4 separate regions of the Mus musculus genome follow, and all the other regions are linked to region 1. The links are chromatin contacts, called in public Hi-C and HiChIP or PLAC-seq maps. All regions are on one chromosome and are shown on one strand. Each heading gives the region's core, a stretch centred on a gene start, on an enhancer-like site or on the middle of the called end of the contact. The rest is flanking DNA. Distances are from core to core; before and after follow the strand shown. Region 1 holds the start of Dok2 (docking protein 2). Region 2 holds the start of Bmp1 (bone morphogenetic protein 1). Region 3 has its middle 6.4 kb from the start of Gm34703. Region 4 overlaps Gfra2 (glial cell line derived neurotrophic factor family receptor alpha 2).

What was found. Hi-C and Micro-C count contacts between places; a contact is called where the count stands out from the background. HiChIP or PLAC-seq counts read pairs in DNA pulled down with a chosen protein or histone mark.
Region 2: a FOXA1 HiChIP or PLAC-seq map of pancreatic cancer cells shows a contact between it and region 1. The contact joins the promoter of Bmp1 here to the promoter of Dok2 in region 1. A contact is called at or near these places in 7 of 39 promoter capture datasets (3T3-L1-derived adipocytes, embryonic stem cells, frontonasal cranial neural crest and 4 more), 4 of 484 Hi-C or Micro-C datasets (cerebellum, embryonic stem cells, nephron progenitors and 1 more), 1 of 115 datasets of contacts at active chromatin or transcription factors (pancreatic cancer cells) and 3 of 9 other capture datasets (embryonic stem cells, liver and pancreatic islet).
Region 3: a Hi-C map of the HPC-7 cell line shows a contact between it and region 1, with 5 times the contacts expected there. The contact joins the enhancer-like site here to the promoter of Dok2 in region 1. A contact is called at or near these places in 1 of 39 promoter capture datasets (macrophages), 1 of 15 datasets of contacts at CTCF or cohesin (large pre-B cells), 6 of 484 Hi-C or Micro-C datasets (the HPC-7 cell line, LSK cells, embryonic stem cells and 3 more), 2 of 115 datasets of contacts at active chromatin or transcription factors (the HPC-7 cell line and bone marrow-derived macrophages) and 4 of 9 other capture datasets (adipose tissue, bone marrow-derived macrophages, liver and 1 more).
Region 4: a Hi-C map of bone marrow-derived macrophages shows a contact between it and region 1, with 2.8 times the contacts expected there. The contact joins the enhancer-like site here to the promoter of Dok2 in region 1. A contact is called at or near these places in 1 of 39 promoter capture datasets (macrophages), 2 of 484 Hi-C or Micro-C datasets (bone marrow-derived macrophages and nephron progenitors) and 2 of 9 other capture datasets (liver and pancreatic islet).

What each region holds. Positions count from the first base shown.
Region 1 is chr14:70,772,170-70,776,323 of GRCm38.p6, forward strand. It overlaps Dok2 (docking protein 2), which reads left to right and starts at 2,212. Exons shown (of 5, transcript NM_010071.2): 1 at 2,212-2,340; 2 at 3,297-3,578; 3 at 3,815-3,902. The coding sequence starts at 2,269.
Region 2 is chr14:70,518,339-70,522,492 of GRCm38.p6, forward strand. Bmp1 (bone morphogenetic protein 1) reads right to left here and starts at 1,922. Exons shown (of 20, transcript NM_009755.3): 1 at 1,531-1,922. The coding sequence starts at 1,699. Sftpc (surfactant associated protein C) reads right to left here. Exons shown (of 6, transcript NM_011359.2): 3 at 3,816-3,938; 4 at 3,467-3,577; 5 at 2,979-3,134; 6 at 2,603-2,777. The coding sequence ends at 2,988.
Region 3 is chr14:70,998,975-71,003,128 of GRCm38.p6, forward strand. No RefSeq gene overlaps it. Among named protein-coding and RNA genes, the nearest start is that of Gm34703, 6.4 kb to the left of the region's middle. Within about 2 kb of position 2,252, at least 48 of the 459 cell types and tissues checked have an H3K27ac peak or open chromatin away from gene starts, as enhancers often do. A contact at or near this core is called in the HPC-7 cell line, LSK cells and hematopoietic stem and progenitor cells, where this site is marked.
Region 4 is chr14:70,928,623-70,932,776 of GRCm38.p6, forward strand. All of the region lies in intron 4 of Gfra2 (glial cell line derived neurotrophic factor family receptor alpha 2), which reads left to right. Gm34588 (a long non-coding RNA gene) reads right to left here. Exons shown (of 4, transcript XR_383570.4): 3 at 1,356-1,521. Among named protein-coding and RNA genes, the nearest start is that of Gm34588, 11 kb to the right of the region's middle. Within about 2 kb of position 2,474, at least 20 of the 459 cell types and tissues checked have an H3K27ac peak or open chromatin away from gene starts, as enhancers often do. A contact at or near this core is called in bone marrow-derived macrophages, where this site is marked.

The sequences.
Region 1 (4,154 bases), core at 962-3,461:
TGTGATCTCAGGAAAGTTGCAAGCAGGTATGCTTATGTCCCCCTCGTCCCCACCTTTGTCAGAGAATAAAACGTGACTGGTGAGACAGTAGATGGCAAGGACCAGCCTCGGCATGGAGAGGGGTTCTGAGAGAATGGGTTTCTGGGAGCAGTGGAAAGAACGACTTGAAGTCAAATCGTGGGTCCGAGCTATGTTCTGCTTGATAAAGCTTTTCCAGTCTGTCTCTCTCTTTGTCTGTCTGCTTTCTCTCTGGAGATCTCTGTTCTGCTTGCTTGCTATTCTAAGAGATTTCTCTGTCTATGTCCTGCCTCCTTGTGTGTGTGTTGTCTGTCTATCTGTCTCTGTGTCTCTGTGTGTGCATGTCTGTCTGTTCTCCAAGTAGTTCACTTTTTTTTTCCTAAAAAATTCTCTGGATAGCTCATTCATTTATTTCCTGAAGAGCACAGGTCCAGTCTTTTATTTTACATATTACTCCAGTCATTTACTCCAGGTTTCCCTTTCAATTATCTCGTAGGATAATCAAGTATACATCCCATGACCCCAGACCTTTGATTCTTAGGAGACAGCAAACATACATTTTTTTTTCTTAATATTGCAAAAGAATTCAGAGGTCTAGACAGACCTTTGTTAAGAACAGACAATAAGAGAGTTAGGTGAGACACTGCCCTGACCACACCTGGGCCTAACCTCCCTCTGTCCTAGGCTGACCTGGAGCTCAGGAATCTGCCTGATAAGCTGACTCATAGTGTGGCTGCCTTTATTCCTTTAGATTCATGAATTCATTCCTTGTAATTCATATCGCATCCCTATATTTTGCATAGTTGAGAAACTATATATATATATATACTGAACTCATGTATTTAGAGTTCTTTCCCATAGCCTCAAGGGCTGTCCTGAAAGTCTCAGCATTTACCATTTTTCTGGAGACATAGCCACCTCACCTTTGCCTCCAGGCCTCACTTTCGCTTCCTGGACTCACGCTGTCTCTGATTAGCATGGAGTCATTAACATTGAAACAGAGGACATTCCTCAGAGTGAAAATATGCACTACACAAACAAGTCTCCCTCTCACAGCAGCCATTGACACTTGTGGAGGCTCACACCAGGGGCTACATGTCGCTCTGTCTCCACCAGTGCTACACCAGGCTTGGCACGCATAGAAGAATTGGAAGTTCTGAAGTTCCCACAGTTTAAGGTAAGTCCCACTTGAACCCAAGTGAGGAAGGAAGCCAACAGCTGAGTTAGACTTGGGGAGGAAATCTTTTTCTAGAGAGAATGTTCTTATTTCTAGATTCACCACAGACTTGTGTATTGTATGTTGTTCTTATTGCTAGATTCACCACAGACTTGTGTATTGTATGTGTTTTTGGCAGGCAGGAAATACTTTCATACAATGGGACTGGTGCGTGTTGTGTGTGTGTGCGTGCACACACACACACACACACACACATGTTTTATCTATCTGTAATTTACCCAGTATATGGCTCATCTTTGCTTGAGCTGGGAGACTTGGGTTCTGGGTGTTAGCCTTATAGGCCCTTCAGACCATCTCTATCTCCTTTTCTTTTTTTTTCTTTTCTTTTCTTTACTTTTCTTTTCTTTTCTTTTTTTCTCTCTTTCTTTCTCTCTTTCTTTCTTTTTTCTTTCTTTCAAGATTTATTTACTTATTTTATGCATATGAGTACGTGTACATTGCTCCGTTCAGGAACATCAGAAGAGGTCATCAGACCCCATTACAGAGCCACCATGTGGTTGCTGGGATTTGAACTCAGGACCTCTGGAGGAGCAGTCAGTGCTCTTAACCGCTGAGCCACCTCTCCAGCCCCAGTTTTCTCTTTTCAATGAGTAGGTTATGGTGATTGATTCCAAAGGGCTTTTCCAGCCCTGACACACTCAGCATCCTGCCTGAATGTAGAGCCCTCACCCCGGACTTTCTTGAACAACTTGATTTTGGGGTCTCTTTGTTCTTATGGCTCAGTCCTTCACACCAGCTTCTGCAGAAGTGTGAAATTTGGCTTTTTTTGGAAATTGCATGTTACTCACTGGAAATGCAGGAAGGAAGCTTGCTCGTGAAGTGCACTTAAAAAAAAAAAAAGGCGCACACAGAGCAAGAAACCACAGGGCCTATCAGCCTGTCGTCATCAAGCAGACTAGAATAGTGTAGAAAAACTCTAGTCAGAGAGGAAATGAACTAGAGAGAAGGGGGAACAGGCCCAGAAGAGAGAAGAGAGAGGGCAGAGGCAATGGCAGTGGGGAGCTGAAGCTGCGATGGTCAGGATGGAGGAGCCAGCTGTGAAGCAGGGCTTCCTGCATCTTCAGCAGCAGCAGACCTTTGGCAAGGTAAGAGTAAGGCTGGGCTCTCGCTGGGCGGAGCAGCTTGGGGGAGGGCCCTGTTACTATCCCGGGTAGAAGGGTGTCTTAATATCCCTGACCCTTATGAGACCATGTGCTCCACCAGTTTAGACAAGAACACTACTTGGGGAAGATGTCTGCCTTCTCAACGTGCCTTGCCTTCTAAACCAGGCTCTGGATCGCTCTTTGCTGAGGGCTGTTTGTCCTTGCTTGTGGGGGAGGAAGCAGATTCTGACATTATCTCTCTCTCTTTTTGTTCCCTTGCTCAGTATTGAATTTGGGGGTACCTTGGGCGGGTACGGAAGGAAGAGTTGGGGGCCAGTCAGTTTGGGATGACAGCAGAGGTCCCTCTCACCTTTGACTGCTACTGAGCTGTGGCCCCAGGGTGTTCCAACCTCTTCCTTCCCTAGCCTCTTTGAAGGGGAAGCTCTTCTGCCTCCTGCTGTTACCCAGCTGTGCTTACCCCAACACCCACCTCACCCTGTCTAGGTCTCTGTTTCTTTGTTTGTCTCTCATGGTCCAACTCCTTAATCAGTGAGACAAAAAAGGAGAGGAGGTGGGAAATTTTGGAGCCAGAACCTTCCTATGAAATGAAGACTTGTCCCTGGTCTAGGCTACTCTCCCCTCACTGTTCATCTCTGGGCTCAGTGACTTTTGTTCCCACTACCTGGCTGATGGGCCTGTCATCTTCCTGGACTCTGCATCCATTGGACATTTACTGTGGCCTTTGGCTAGCCTGCGGATCTTGGTCAGCTCTGTCATTCCATGGTCTCTGTTGTCTTCTCGGGCCTCTCTGACTGGCTGTGATGTTTGCCATTCTCCCCATCCTGTGTGGCTGCCCCAGCCCCTCTACCTCTCCCACAGTTCCTCTTCTCCCCTTTCATGACCATCTCTCCATCTCCGATGGTTCCCACTTGGCCTCTACGTGGCATACCTGGGCTCAGAAGTGGCGCCGGTTCGCAGCCGTGTTATATGGAGAGTCTGGCTGTGCCCTAGCCAGACTAGAGCTCCAGGATGTCCCCGAGAAGACACGGCGAGGAGAGGCCACTCGGAAGGTTGTCCGCCTCAGTGACTGCTTACGGGTAGCAGAGGTAGGCAGTGAGGCCAGCAGCCCCCGGGACACCAGTGCCTTCATCCTGGAGACCAAGGAGCGCCTGTACCTACTGGCAGCCCCCTCGGCAGAGCGCAGTGACTGGATACAGGCCATCTGCCTGTTGGCTTTCCCGGTGAGGGGTACAAAGTGGCCCAGGGGAGGGCGGCCACCAGGGGAGGGCGATGTTACTTAGATACTTCCTGTGGACAGGTGGTAGAAGAACCAAAACTCTTTTTTAGGGGAGTTCTTCCTTAAGGGAGCCCAGTTTGAAGTGCACCCAGAACCAGCTGGCTGGGTGTGCACTGAAAGCGAATGTCAGAGAGCCTTGGGGTGGGTTCTGGTGCTAAGACCCGGGACCTGCCTCCTCAGGGACAGAGGAAAGGGTCACCAGGACTGGAGGAAAAGAGCGGCAGTCCCTGCATGGAGGAGAACGAGTTGTATAGCAGCTCCACCACAGGTGAGAGTTGGGGCTGAGGGGCCTATGGTGCGGGAGGGAGGAGGCATGGGCTGGCTTGTGGTCTTCCTGCCTTGTGGTTACCCTGGGCCCAGCTTATCAGCGTCTCTTCCTGGCTTCTTGGTGTGGCTCAAGGTCGTTGGAACCCGGCCTACCCCAGTGTCTGCCTTGGCTCAGCCTGCCCTGACTGAGGCTGAGGGTCTCGGTTTGACTCTCTCTTTGTGGGGCGTGAAGTGATTGTGGGAGGAGAGAATT
Region 2 (4,154 bases), core at 672-3,171, 250 kb before region 1:
AAATGAACATTTATATAGTGTCTGCTGTGTGTTAATAATAAGTGAATTATATATGTTCTCAGATTTAGCCCTTACCCACCAGCTAGTTCTCTAATGAGGAACTTAAGTTCAGAGACTGTGCTCAGCCTTCCTGGTGGCTAATGAGTCCTTCAGATTTCATGCCTTGCTCATTCTTCCTCCTGCCCTCCTACCACGCACGATGTGATGGAGACTTTTACTGTCCTGGTTTGCCTACAGCATACCAGGCATGGAAGAGGAAAGACTGAAGGGTTTGGTTTGTCCTGTCCTGTAAAATGGTCCCTATCCTACCTAAGGGTGGATGGAGCAAGGAGAGTCCCTGATTAGGTCCTCTGTGCTCAAGATTGTAGCTGCCTGTCCCAAAACTTTGTGTCCATTTCTTGTGTCCCAATCCCTGGCTCTAGCTCTTCGCAGACAGGCTGAAGTCAGAAGCGGGAAGTCGAGGAAAAGTTGTGATAACTTGTCCCCAGTGTATTCCAGACAGCCTGCTTGGGAACATCAATTAGGCCAATGGCCTGAGTGTGTCTGGTCATCTGGTCACTCCAAGGGAATCACAGCAGGAGAGTCCTCATGAACAAAGATCACACACACACACACACACACACACACACACACACACACACACACACACACTAGAAGCCCTGACTTGACTAATTAGCCTCAGGTGTCTGTAGGGCGAGAGAGCTGATGTAGAATATCTGAGACCTCTTTGTGAGACTCATTTGCTAACCTAACTGAGCTCTGGCAAAGCTCTCCTGGCACACAAAGGCACAGGTAAGTCCCCCTGTGCCCCCCAAGCCCCCACCCCTGCCGCCAATTTCTCTGACTTTGACAGCTGTCTCTTGAGTGTTCAGAGAGCTCCTGCTGCTGGCTAGATTCATAGGATTGCCTATGAAGAAGTATTCCATAGAACCTCCTGAAAAACTTTCTCCTTCCACTGGGCTGAGAAGCCGGGAAAATCTATCCCTTTGGAGCTGCAGGCCTTCTTTCTGGGCATCAAACCAGACAGATGTGCTGTGCGGCACTATGGCAAACAGACAAGCAGGCAAACACCAGTATTCCACAAAGCAGGAGGGATAGGGGAGAAGGGACACGGACGGACGGACGGACGGACACACACACACACACACACACACACACACACACACACACAGTTTGGCCAGTAAAGTTTCCCGGTGGAGAAAAAGCCTCCTTGCCAGCGGGATTCGCTGGGACCGAGGGAGGTTTCCCCAGGATTCCTCTGTGAAGGCGAACGGCAGCCGCAGCAGTTTCCACAAACAGCAGCAAAACTTCAGTCCTAAAAGTCCCCCAAACTTCCCCCTCCCTTTCTCCCTCGGTCTTTTGTTCCCCCACTGCATTGCCAACCAAGCAGCTCCCAGCTTCCCACACTGGACTGTCCTCCCCCAACCCCAACTACAACCCCAACCCCAACCCCTGCCCGGCCGGGAGCCTCGATCCCAGCCTGCCCACGCCCGGCTTCCGTGCGCCCTGGGGGAGCCGGGGGTCGCTCACCCGCCTTGCAAGGGTCTTTGTAGTTGAGGAGCTCCGGGGCGTCCTCCTCGCCCAGGTCGTAGGTGTAGTCGGCCAAGTCCAGCGGCCGGCCGGCGCGCGGGAGCAGCAGCAGCAGCAGTAGCAGCGGCAGCGACAGCAGCGGCAGCGGCGGGCGGGCCACGCCGGGCATGCTGGCGGGCGGCGGTGGCGGTGGCGGTCGCGCCCGGACGCGGGAGCGGGGCGACGGGGAAGGGAGCGCTGAAGGCGAAGGGGAGGCGCTCTCCCCCCGAGGCCACCTCTTCCCGTCCCGTTTCCTGTCTCCCGCCCCCCGCTCGGCCCGGCTCTCTCCGGCCCTGGGCTCCGGCGTCCCCTCGCCCTCCTCTCGGTCGCTCCCTTTCTTTTCTCGCCGCCCTCCCACTCCCCACCCCACCCCCCCTTTTAGGGAAATGAGCTCGCTGGAGGGCGGGTTTTCGCCCAGCTCAGCCCCCCTCGGGGCCGGGACCGTGCTCGGCCGGGCCGGGAAGCACGCCAGCCGGGCGGGGAGGACGAGAGTAGCACCGCCCGCCCCGGAGGGGAATCCGCTGCCTGGGACTGGGGCAGGGGCCGGGGAGGGGGCGCGGGCCAGGGATGCCCGGAGGCACCGCTCCGCGAGGGGCCCCCTACAGGCCGCTGTCCTGTACCAGGCGGAGTGCCTCCGGGCACGGGACACGCTGTCAGGTCCGTTCCTTCCTCTTAGACACTGGATCAGCGATCGATCGTTCTCTCCCAGAGACTCCAGAGTCTGTCTGTCTTAGATCTCGGCTCTCTCGCTTCTCACTGTCTCTCTGTCTAGCTGTCTCCCTGCCTGTCTCTGTCGCTGTCCTTCCTTGTGGACACACCGCTGGAGGGCGCCTAACACCCGTGTATGGCACCCAGGTCCCGTCCTCTGTCCCTGCCTTTTGCTCTGTTCCCCATTACCTGGGGTAGGACCAAACCTCCATCACTCTTAGAAAGGACGTGGCAAAGCGCCCCAACTCTCCAAACCCTCTCCTTCCTAGGACGGCTTCTGCTAGAAGCCGAGCTGAGAAAATGTGAAAGAAAAGAAGCGCCACTCTTTGTTTTCCAATCAGGCTGCTTTATTCTTTTGTGATAGGATCCCCCTGGCCCGTAGGAGAGACACCTTTCCTTTACAGACTTCCACCGGTTTCTGGGCAGGAGCAGCTTCCTGCTTGTCTGACAAAGACCCTTTGCGGAGGGTCTTTCCTGTCCCGCTGCGGTTTCTACCGACCCTGTGAAGCAAAGAACTAATGCTTATGGGGACTGAAGAAGCCACCCGCTTGGGTCCAGTGTGGGATGTGTCTGGGAACCCTCCATCCTCCGAGCTCCCGAGACCACTGACTTTAAGAGATACCTAGTAGGTCCCCTGACAAAGCAGGCAGCCCAAGCCCTGCCAGTGTTGCCCAGGCACCCTGAAAGGTACTGTTGCTCACCTGTGGATGCTAGATATAGTAGAGTGGTAGCTCTCCACACAGGGTGCTCACAGCAAGGCCTAGGAAAGCCAGGTCTCTCCCGGAAGAATCGGACTCGGAACCAGTATCATGCCCTTCCTCCTGGCCCAGCTTAGAGGTGGGTGTGGAGGGCTTGGCCTGGAAAGAACACCTACTTTCAATGTCACCTGCTTTATTTAGTGTGGGACACTAAGTTGGTAATTCTCGAGGATCAGTTTCCTCACAAATTCAGAGAGGGACTGGGTTGGATGTAGAAGCCCATAGGTCATGTCTAAGCTCAGCCAAGGCCAACAACTTAGCAGGGCCACCTGAGAGCTGGTAGGGATGGCAGGACACAGGTCCATGGAGAGAGGAGAACATGTCTGATCCAGAAACATCAATACTACACAGGGTACGCTAGTCATCCTTTCACATGTCCCTCTACTCAACCCTCAGAGGGAGACTGCTCCCTCCCTCCCTAACATACCCACCTGGAAGTTCTGGAGTTTTCTAGCGAAAGCCTCAAGACTAGGGATGCTCTCTGGAGCCATCTTCATGATGTAGCAGTAGGTTCCTGGAGCTGGCTTATAGGCCGTCAGGAGCTAGGTATAAAACCCTGGAGGTCATTCACAAGGTCCCCTTGCCTTGCTTCCTCCCCAACCCTAGTTCTCAGCCAACCAACTTCCTTTAGATTGTCTTCAGAGGGTGGAGGGGCGCACTTGCGTCAGTGGTTCGAGCATCTGAGGTGAGGTAGCCAGGCACAGAATGGGGAGAGACCTCTAGAAATGCTACAACTGGCTAGTTCCAATAAAGTCCCGGTGGTCCCTCCGGCATCCTCACCCGCTGGTAGTCATACACAACGATGCCAGTGGAGCCGATGGAAAAGGTAGCGATGGTGTCTGCTCGCTCACTCGGGGCTAGGCGTTTCTGAGTTTCCGGTGCTCCGATGCTCATCTCAAGGACCTAGGGGAAGGGTGTTGGAATGCTGCCTGGTATTTCTCTTTCTTCCCTCAGCCTTTCGGTACCCATATCTACTCAGAATCCTCTATTCAAACGCTTTCCTGAGATCTCAGGAAGGCTAAACGTAAGAGGTGTCAGAGCAATCGATGGTTATCACACTAGGCCGGGGCCTGGGGGAGAGGATCTAGGCAGGATGGCTACCTCGTCTCTGTTTGTGTC
Region 3 (4,154 bases), core at 1,002-3,501, 230 kb after region 1:
GCTTGCTGGCTGCTTAGCTCCAGGTTAGACCTCAGCTCAAGGGAATCAGTAGAAGAGGGATGGATTGGGACACCTGACGTCTTCCCCTGACCTCCACACTTGCAACTTGCTGAAATTAATCCAGAGTCCCAGTGCCCCAGTTGTGATAGTCGTCCAAACATGCATTTTCCCAGGGCTACCATCTGACAGAGGTGCAGAAAAACATAAGAAACTTCATTGCTCGAGGCCCATTAAGTCATAAGGAACCAGACAGAAGACATTCTCTCAGCACCAAGATCCTTCAACTTGCATCCTACATCCCGGATGGATGTGTGAACATCTGTGAGCTTTCTCTCACCATGACAAAATACCCATGCAAATCAATTATAAGGAGAGAATAATTACTATGGCTTTTGGTATCTGAGGTTTCAATTCATGTTTGCTTGAAGTCTGTAGAGAGGCAGACTGTCATGGCTGCCAGGAAGAGGGCAGCCAGAGAAACACTGGTTACCTCACAGAGTCCTGGAAGCAAAGACAGAATGAAGGCCCCCATCCTGATATCCCCTCCAAGGACATAATCTAGTGCTTTAACTTCCTCCCACTGGAGCATGCCTCCTAAAGGTTCCACTACCTTCACGTAGTGCCTTCAGCTGAGGGCCAAGCCTTTAGCACAAAAGCCTGGGGAACATTCCAGAACAACTATAGCAACATCCTACTCCCTCCCCTAGATGTCCATCAGCACTGCCAGGGGCCGGGCTCCATCTGCAGAACACACGAAACTTGTGGGATGGCTGTCTCTAGCAAGCCAGTGTACTCTGTAGGATTTTAATCTTCTTCGATGTACAGGAAGAGAAGGGTATTCAATGCATTTTATTAAGTGTGTAACTGTATTTAACCCCAGATTTACCTTGGAAAACTCCCGTCTCTCCTCCTCTGGCCTCTTTTGAGGTTTGCAGACATCTCTCCCTGCATCTAAAGCTATCCTGCTTTCACCTTTGGCCTTGGTCAGAAGGAGTGAACAGTAGGGGCTTCCAGGAGAGTGAGCCCTCTCTGTCTTGCTCTCCCTCCCAGGAGCACAGGCCCTCAGCTAAGGTACAGACAGGCCAGTCCTGTGACTCTAAGGAAATTTCTTGCTCCAGTGACTCCCCTTCTCCTCCTTTCTTGGTCCACTCTTTCTGTCCTGGGTATAGTTGGGTGGCAGCTGCTGTATCCGCTGCTTTGAGTCTTTGTCAGCCTGGACTCTACATGTATGCACATAGGCTCGTTTCTGTTCACGTTCATGACAGGGAACTTTCCACATGGCTGAGAGCAGGAGGCTGGTCTTGGTCTCAAAGAGCATATCTAGAAGTCAAGATGCTATTAGGAGACCTGGGATCAGGCATTAGCACCTTAAATTCTTAAGAAGCTTAGCACTTTGCCAAGAGGACAAGGAAGAGGCCTAGGCCAAGGCACCTTCCAGTCAGGCTTGTGGAGTCCTGAGCAGTTTCTTTTCTGTACCCCCTAGAGCCTGACCTTTGGCCTATACTCTTCTTCTTTGCCTTTCCTGATTGTTATTGTCGCTTGCTTCTTCTTTGCGTGGGAGAAAAATGTCTGTTTCCTTCCTGCTTCTCCAGGAGGTCCTGAAGGACTCATGGGAATCTGTCTTGGAAAGACTTGGGAGTTTGGAGTAAGTTGTTAACAGCCCAGATTGGGAGGCAGATGGGATTTGCCGAGCCCCAGGCTGCGGTAGGTATCTGGTGGGAGGCACTGGCAAGAACAGCCTGTCTCCCTGCCACCCTGCCTGGCCTGGATCATAACCCTGACATCCCTTGCTTGGCTGACTTTGTTGTTGCCCTGGCATCTTATGGAGGATGGAGTAGGAGCTGTAAGACCTGGGGTGGTCCTCCTTTCCCCTGTTGACCTCAGTTCCCCCTAGTAAAATGGAAGATGTCTTGGGATATCTCCAGAGGCTCTTCTGCCAGGACTCAGTCTTGCCTGCTTTCTACGGCAGTGTCTTCTCTCTAGAAAGCTTTGGCGTGATGGGGAGCCCTCAGATAGGATATAGCAGCTCTCAACTCCATGAAGTAATGGTAGTTGCTTCTGAAGGATGCCTTTTGGGGCTGGGGTGCCTTATATTCCAGCTGTCCTGGGGTGCTTGTATCATGGAGCACAGGCTGCAGGGCAGAGCCGGTACTGGGAAGCCCAGTGCAGAACGTGGCCCATGGCCACTGCAGCCACACTCTGCCTGGCTGTCCTGTCTGACTTTGCTCCATCAGCACCTGGGCAGAACAAAAGGCTGTGTCAACCTTCAACTCCATCTGTAAGGAGACTTTGCAGTTTCTTTTATGTAAGCTTGCAGGAAGGCAGGCCCACTTCCTGTGGGCCCCCACCCACCCGCCCCCTCTTGGCTGTGCTCCCAGCTTCCAAAGCCAAACATGCAGAGAGATTGAGGCTCTAACTTCCGAGGGTATTTGGCCTTTCAGCAACCCCTGGGGGCCAATGGGGCCCTGTTTACCCTCTTTTACTTCTGTTTCTTTCCCTTTCCCTCCTTCAGCATCAACTTGGCCAGTGATGGAGAGGTGGGGAGTGGGGTTAGGGATCAAGCAGGGATGTAGGAACGGCCTCATATTTGGAAGGGGAAACAGTTAGATTGACTGTCCTGGGAGGTAATTTTAGGTAACTGTTGTTCACAGTAGACAGTTTTGTGGGCAGCCAAGGATGCCTTTGGAAATTTCTGTACATTTCTGTGAGTTTGCTCTGGCCCTCTTAGGAGCTCTGTTCCTTTTGACCCTCATTTTGTTCCTTAGATCTGCTAGAATAGGTTCCTCATTGTGTGAGTTCCCTATCACCTGTCCCCACTCCCAAGAACAGGCAGTTGAATGACTTGTGTGCCAAGGAACACTGGGGATGGAGTGGCCTAGGAACAGTGGCTCTTCTTCCAAGAAACTTCAGTCAAATGGGGGACAGTTGACTTTCTAAAAGCAATCACATCAGTGCTTTAAGTCCCCAACACAGGTACCATAACAAGTTCTGGAAGAAGAGACACACAGTGTTCTTTCTTTTTGTCTGAAGCAGTCTTCCCACAGAATCTAAATATTTGGACAATAAATGAATAGAAAAGATGTATCAATATTTGGATGTTTGTAATAGATACCTTCCCAACCACTGGTCCCTGAAAGAACCAGTATTGGCACAAGACACCCCAAGACCAAGTTCTCAGTACAGTGGAGATTTATTTGCCCCAGAGTAACAAAGGTCAGGGGAATAAGAGACAAAGACAGAAGACAGAGATAAGGGAGGATGACAAAGGAACATGGGAGATGGGGGAAGGGATATTTGCCTGGGAGGGACCAAGAAGGACTGCCTCTAGATGGAGAGGAGATGGAGGTGGCCCACAAGCAAGTGGCAGTTCATAAAGGGAAAGAGGAAACCCAGTGTTAGGATGAGTTGGTGAATTTTAATTGGGCATAGTAATTAGGGTAACCAAAAGGGAGCTTTTGACTGCTGGACTTCAATATTTCGATAACTGGACCTTGGTAGTCAGCCTCGGGAGGAGGAAGTGGTCAGATAAGGGGTGACGCTTTGGTGGCTAGCTTTGGGAATGTAATCTAATGGTTTTTTAGAAGGCAGAGGAATGGGGGAAGGTGGAGGCCTGCCAGAGCCGTGCTTGCCTGCTTGGGCCTGCTGGAGCCCCTTCTCTTCCTACATAAAGGAGCTTGTTGAACTATTGGAGAGTCTTATGGTCCGAAGGAGAGGGATAAGGTCTGCAAGTGTCCTGGTATTGGGGTATCTGGACTTGGGACAACAGACTCCTTAGAGAAGATGGGCTATTGTATTTTCGCAAGGAAGAGAGAATGAAAATTAAGTAGTTACGTTGTTTTCAGTCCCTACTTTTCTGGGTGTTCCTTGCACTGTATAGCCCCCACCCCACCCCTACTGCCTTCCAGAGTAAACCCAAAAGATATCCAAAGTTGACCTTGAATGTGAACACTGCTGTACTGGCCAGCGGCACTGGAAAAAAAGCATCTTGCTCACAAGTGCCCCCAACTCAGGCTCAGGTTAGAAAGAAGTGGAAAGACTGGGAACATGAGTTTAACTTTAAGTTAAACTTTAAGTTATGTAAAATGGGAAGTATAGTAACCACTCCAGTTTTCTTTTGTTTTGTTGTTTTTTTAGGGTCATGGGAACTATGTGTG
Region 4 (4,154 bases), core at 1,224-3,723, 160 kb after region 1:
TTTGAGGAAGGATGGATATCCACACGATATTTGGCTCCAGTGGCTGAAGTCATGTGTGACTGGAGTGTTTTAGTGGCTCCAAACAAAACCAAAAGATTGTTTGCTTATTTTTCTGGAGATGGGGCATCCATGATCAGGAGAATTCTGTGGGAAATACCGCACTATGGAGTCAGAACAGATGTTTAGACACCATTAGGCATTGTGAAGGTCCAGATGGAGGACTCTGAGGAATGAAAGACTGACCAAGAAAATGAGCCGCTTGCATTGGGATGCGGACTTCAAGGACCACTATCTATAGGGATCCATAGACAACACTGCATCAAAATTATTGACTTAGGGGACATGGCCTGATTTGTCAGACTTTGGGTAGGAAGTTCATCTTGCCCCCAAGATGAGGTTATGCGAGTTCCCTTTTCCAACCAGGATGTTTCTTGAGCCCACCTTTGCCTGTCCCATTACCATCTCCTCTAGTATGCAGATGTCACATGGGCTCCCAGAGAAAGAAGGGAAGGAATGAGGAAAAAAACCCCTGCATCTTGGATGAGTCTGACAGAGCAGTTGGGGGGATGTCAGAGCACAGTCAATTTCCCTGCATGGGACTTGGCCCTCAAGTCAGAGCTTTATGTGTGCGGGGAAGCTTGTGCTGAGAAGAACCCAGAGACAGAGATGTGGAATGACAGGCAGGTGGTGGATGGCATTCACTCCAAGTTGGAGACCTGTGTGTGGTCTTCTGACTAGCTATCCAGTGGGCTCTGTCTTTTCCTGGGCTCTTGGTTTCCATGCCGATCAAACAAAGACACTTATTCATGACATCTCTTGGGATCTTATCTTATTGCCTGGATCTGTGGGATAAAGTCTTTCCAGTTGGTTTTCAGGCTCCTGGGACCAGCCTCAAGGGCTTTCGACCCATGGTCTTCCCAGGATGGGCCTAGAAGAAAAGAGGGTACTATCTTCTATGTAGCTCCCACAGATCTGACCCCTGACCCACTGCCCAGCAGTCCCTGGTGGTCCTGTCGGTGCCAATCTCAGCTCTGTGAGGTTAAAGATGGCTTGAAAGGTCATCTGGAGACCATCAAGTTGGACTTTGACTCTGCACTGTGCCCAGGCAGGCATTGTGTGCCCTTCCTCTGGCTTGGCCTTTTCCAGGTTTCTGCCTTCCAGAATGGGCACACAGGTAGGAATCTTATGAAGATAGTGGTGACAAATGTCATGGGGGGTTTGGGACAGGAAGTGAAGACCCTCTCTTTCTTGGGTATGTTAATTAAGCTGGGTAGATGGGGACAATGGAAAACCATGTTTGGGGATTGAATCTTTGGGAGAGGAGTTTCCATCCTTAGGAATTCCCTGCAGCCTACCTTGGAGATCCACTTCCGCCATGCTCCGTTTCCGTAGCATTCAGTCCCGACTTAGCCAGTCCTGCCTCTTCTTCTGTGGAGGGGGCCCATGTATCTTGAGACTTCTTGCTGAGTCAGAGTCTTGGACCAGGAGTTTCAGAGTGGAAGGAAGCAGCTTTGCCAAAGTCTAGGTGGCATGGCATGAGAGTTAGTCTGTTTTACCTGGGTGAGGTACGGTAGATCATGCTGGACTGTCTTGTTAAATGTCACTACCAGTGTGGCGTTTGATCTAGCATTTGGAGAAGCATTGGCTAATCAGGGCTATCTGCTAGCTTGACCTTGGACTCATTGGATGTGCTTCGGAATCCTCCTGCTGCTCTTCTGACCTGGGTAGATGGACTGTCTGTGAATCGAAACTTTTCGCTATACTCACAGTCTATCTGGCTGCTCTTCTGACCTGGGTAGTTGGACCTTCTGTGAGTCAAAACTTCCCGCTATACTCATAGTCTATCTGGCTGGCAGTTCTTCCTTAAGACTCCAGGCTCTGCTTTTGTCCCATTCCCACCCTAGGCCTCAGGGCTGTGGACTTAAGCTAACTGAAAATCTGAGGATGAGCAGGGAAGATATTTCCTTTAGAAGCATCTGATAGGGAGCCTAGAGCTGGGAGCTTTTTGGAACAGGTCTGTGGAATCTGACTGGATTGTTTCCAGGTTCCAGTGGGTCATGAGCTACTTTTACATTTTCTAACACAACTGTTTATATCTTCTCAGCTTGCATCCAATGGATGCATGCCTGTGTGCATGCATTTGTGGGTGTATGCATGCACTTATGTGTGTGCATGTGTGTGCATGTGCGTGGGTTTGTGTGTGTGCGTGTGTATGTGTGTGAGTGGTGTGTATGTGTGCATGGTGTGGTGGCTCTCTCTCTCTCTCTCTCTCTCTCTCTCTCTCTCTCTCTCTGTGTGTGTGTGTGTGTGTGTGTGTGTTGTAGTGGCTGTGAAGTTGTGGGAAGAACAACTGCTGTTTTACTAACTATCTCTGGCTGGCTGCATTTGGAAATGGCTCCTGGAGTTCTTTGTTCCTCCTGGTCTGCCAACAGACTATAAATAACCTCTTGCTGGACCCATGCCATCTACAGAGCTGTGATTTAACCTCTGGGTGCTGAGGATGTACACAAATAGACTCCAGCCTGGGGCTATCCCAGTAGTCCTGGGCCACTCGTGCTGTGGTTGCTGTCTTTGTCCTAAAGGAGAAGCTGGCTGGGATAAGGAGTGGAGGGAACGTAGCCTCCTTTTCTCAGGCTGTCCTGAACTGGGGTTTGAGTGTTGACCTCTGAGCATGTGCATCTCTTTGACTCTGTAGGATTTGTTGGCTGGTGTTCTCAGCAGACCATCTCTAACCAATAACAAAAGACTTATTTCCAAAGTGATCAGGAGGCTAAGGACTTCCAAACTTTTACTTTTTTTTTTTTTTTTTTAAAGAAGCCCTGGTGTATCTTGATATGATATACCAAGTTTTGGGTGCACATTTTAGAGAGAACCTTACTGTGTTCATTACATTCTGGAAAGGTTCTTGGGTCTCCTAATGCTTAAGAATCTCTGTCTTCTCTGGTAACACCGTCAATTCCCTGGGGACGGACACCGAGTTTCTCCCTTGATAGTACAGAGAGCTGTTACTGACTAGCAATGTCTGCCACTGGCCTGGGAAGTTACGATAGGTCTTGGCTGGAACCCAATCAGTCGTTCTTAAGGCAATCAATTGCCTCTAGAAGGGAGACCGGGGGTCTTGTGAACAGTCTATGTTCACTTTATTATACTCTGTTGATCATCTATGTGGGCCTGGCATTGTGTTAGCGTTGGAGAGCTCATGACCAGGGAATCGGAGGTCTTTGGAGTCGCATGGAGCCACTGTATTGGCTGACTCTGTAGAAACAGTGGGGACCTTCATCCTTAGATGAAGGCACTTCTCACTAGGCTTTTCTGGAAGCCCCTGTTTTTTTGCTGCCACCTCATAGGTCCACTCTGGTGGTACTGGAGAGCATCTTTCTTAGGGAAGGTGGGATCTAGCCTCCTTTGAGGGCCTTCCTGGCCTGGATCAGAGAAAGGCTTCGCTGCTGAGATTCCTGAGGAGGGAGGAGCTGTGGGCCCACAGGGTGTGTGTCTCCTTGGCCCAGCAGCTTTGCTCCCACATGACCCATGTCGCTCCCATGGAGCCCCTGCTCTTCTTCATTCTGGGTCAAGGGAAGGGCTCTTCCTGGAACTTCCTCTGATGTGTTGACACAGGGAAGAAATGTTGACTATTACTTTCCAAAGGCCTGGGGACATCAACTCACAGATGCTCCGGCTTAGATACCTAGATTATATGATAGAGTCTGTGTGACTTCCTGCTGTGGCTGCTTTAGGCAGAGCAGCATTGAGGAGGGGGCATCTTTAACCTTCCCTATCCATCCCATCCCCTATTCCAGACACCTGGGCCCCACAGAACTCACACCCAGCACTGATGAGGTATGGTCCCTGGTAGGGGAAGGCTCCCACTGAAGAGCTGTGATTAAGGCTCTGCCTCATCTTTGCGGGTAGAGGAAGAGGGTCCACTTGGGGATGCTAGTGATGCAGGGAGTGGGAGGATATAAGTCCATATGCTTCTCCTATTGGTGTGTGTGTGCGCGTGCGTGCATGTGTATGTGCCTATCTGTGTCTATACACAGTGGGCCAGACAGCCTTTAGCTAGCTTGTCTTCAAGTTGTTTCCATTGTATCTATGATTGTTTCTACTCTCATTTGATGTGAGGAGCACCCTGCCTGGTGTTTTAGTCACTTTTGGAT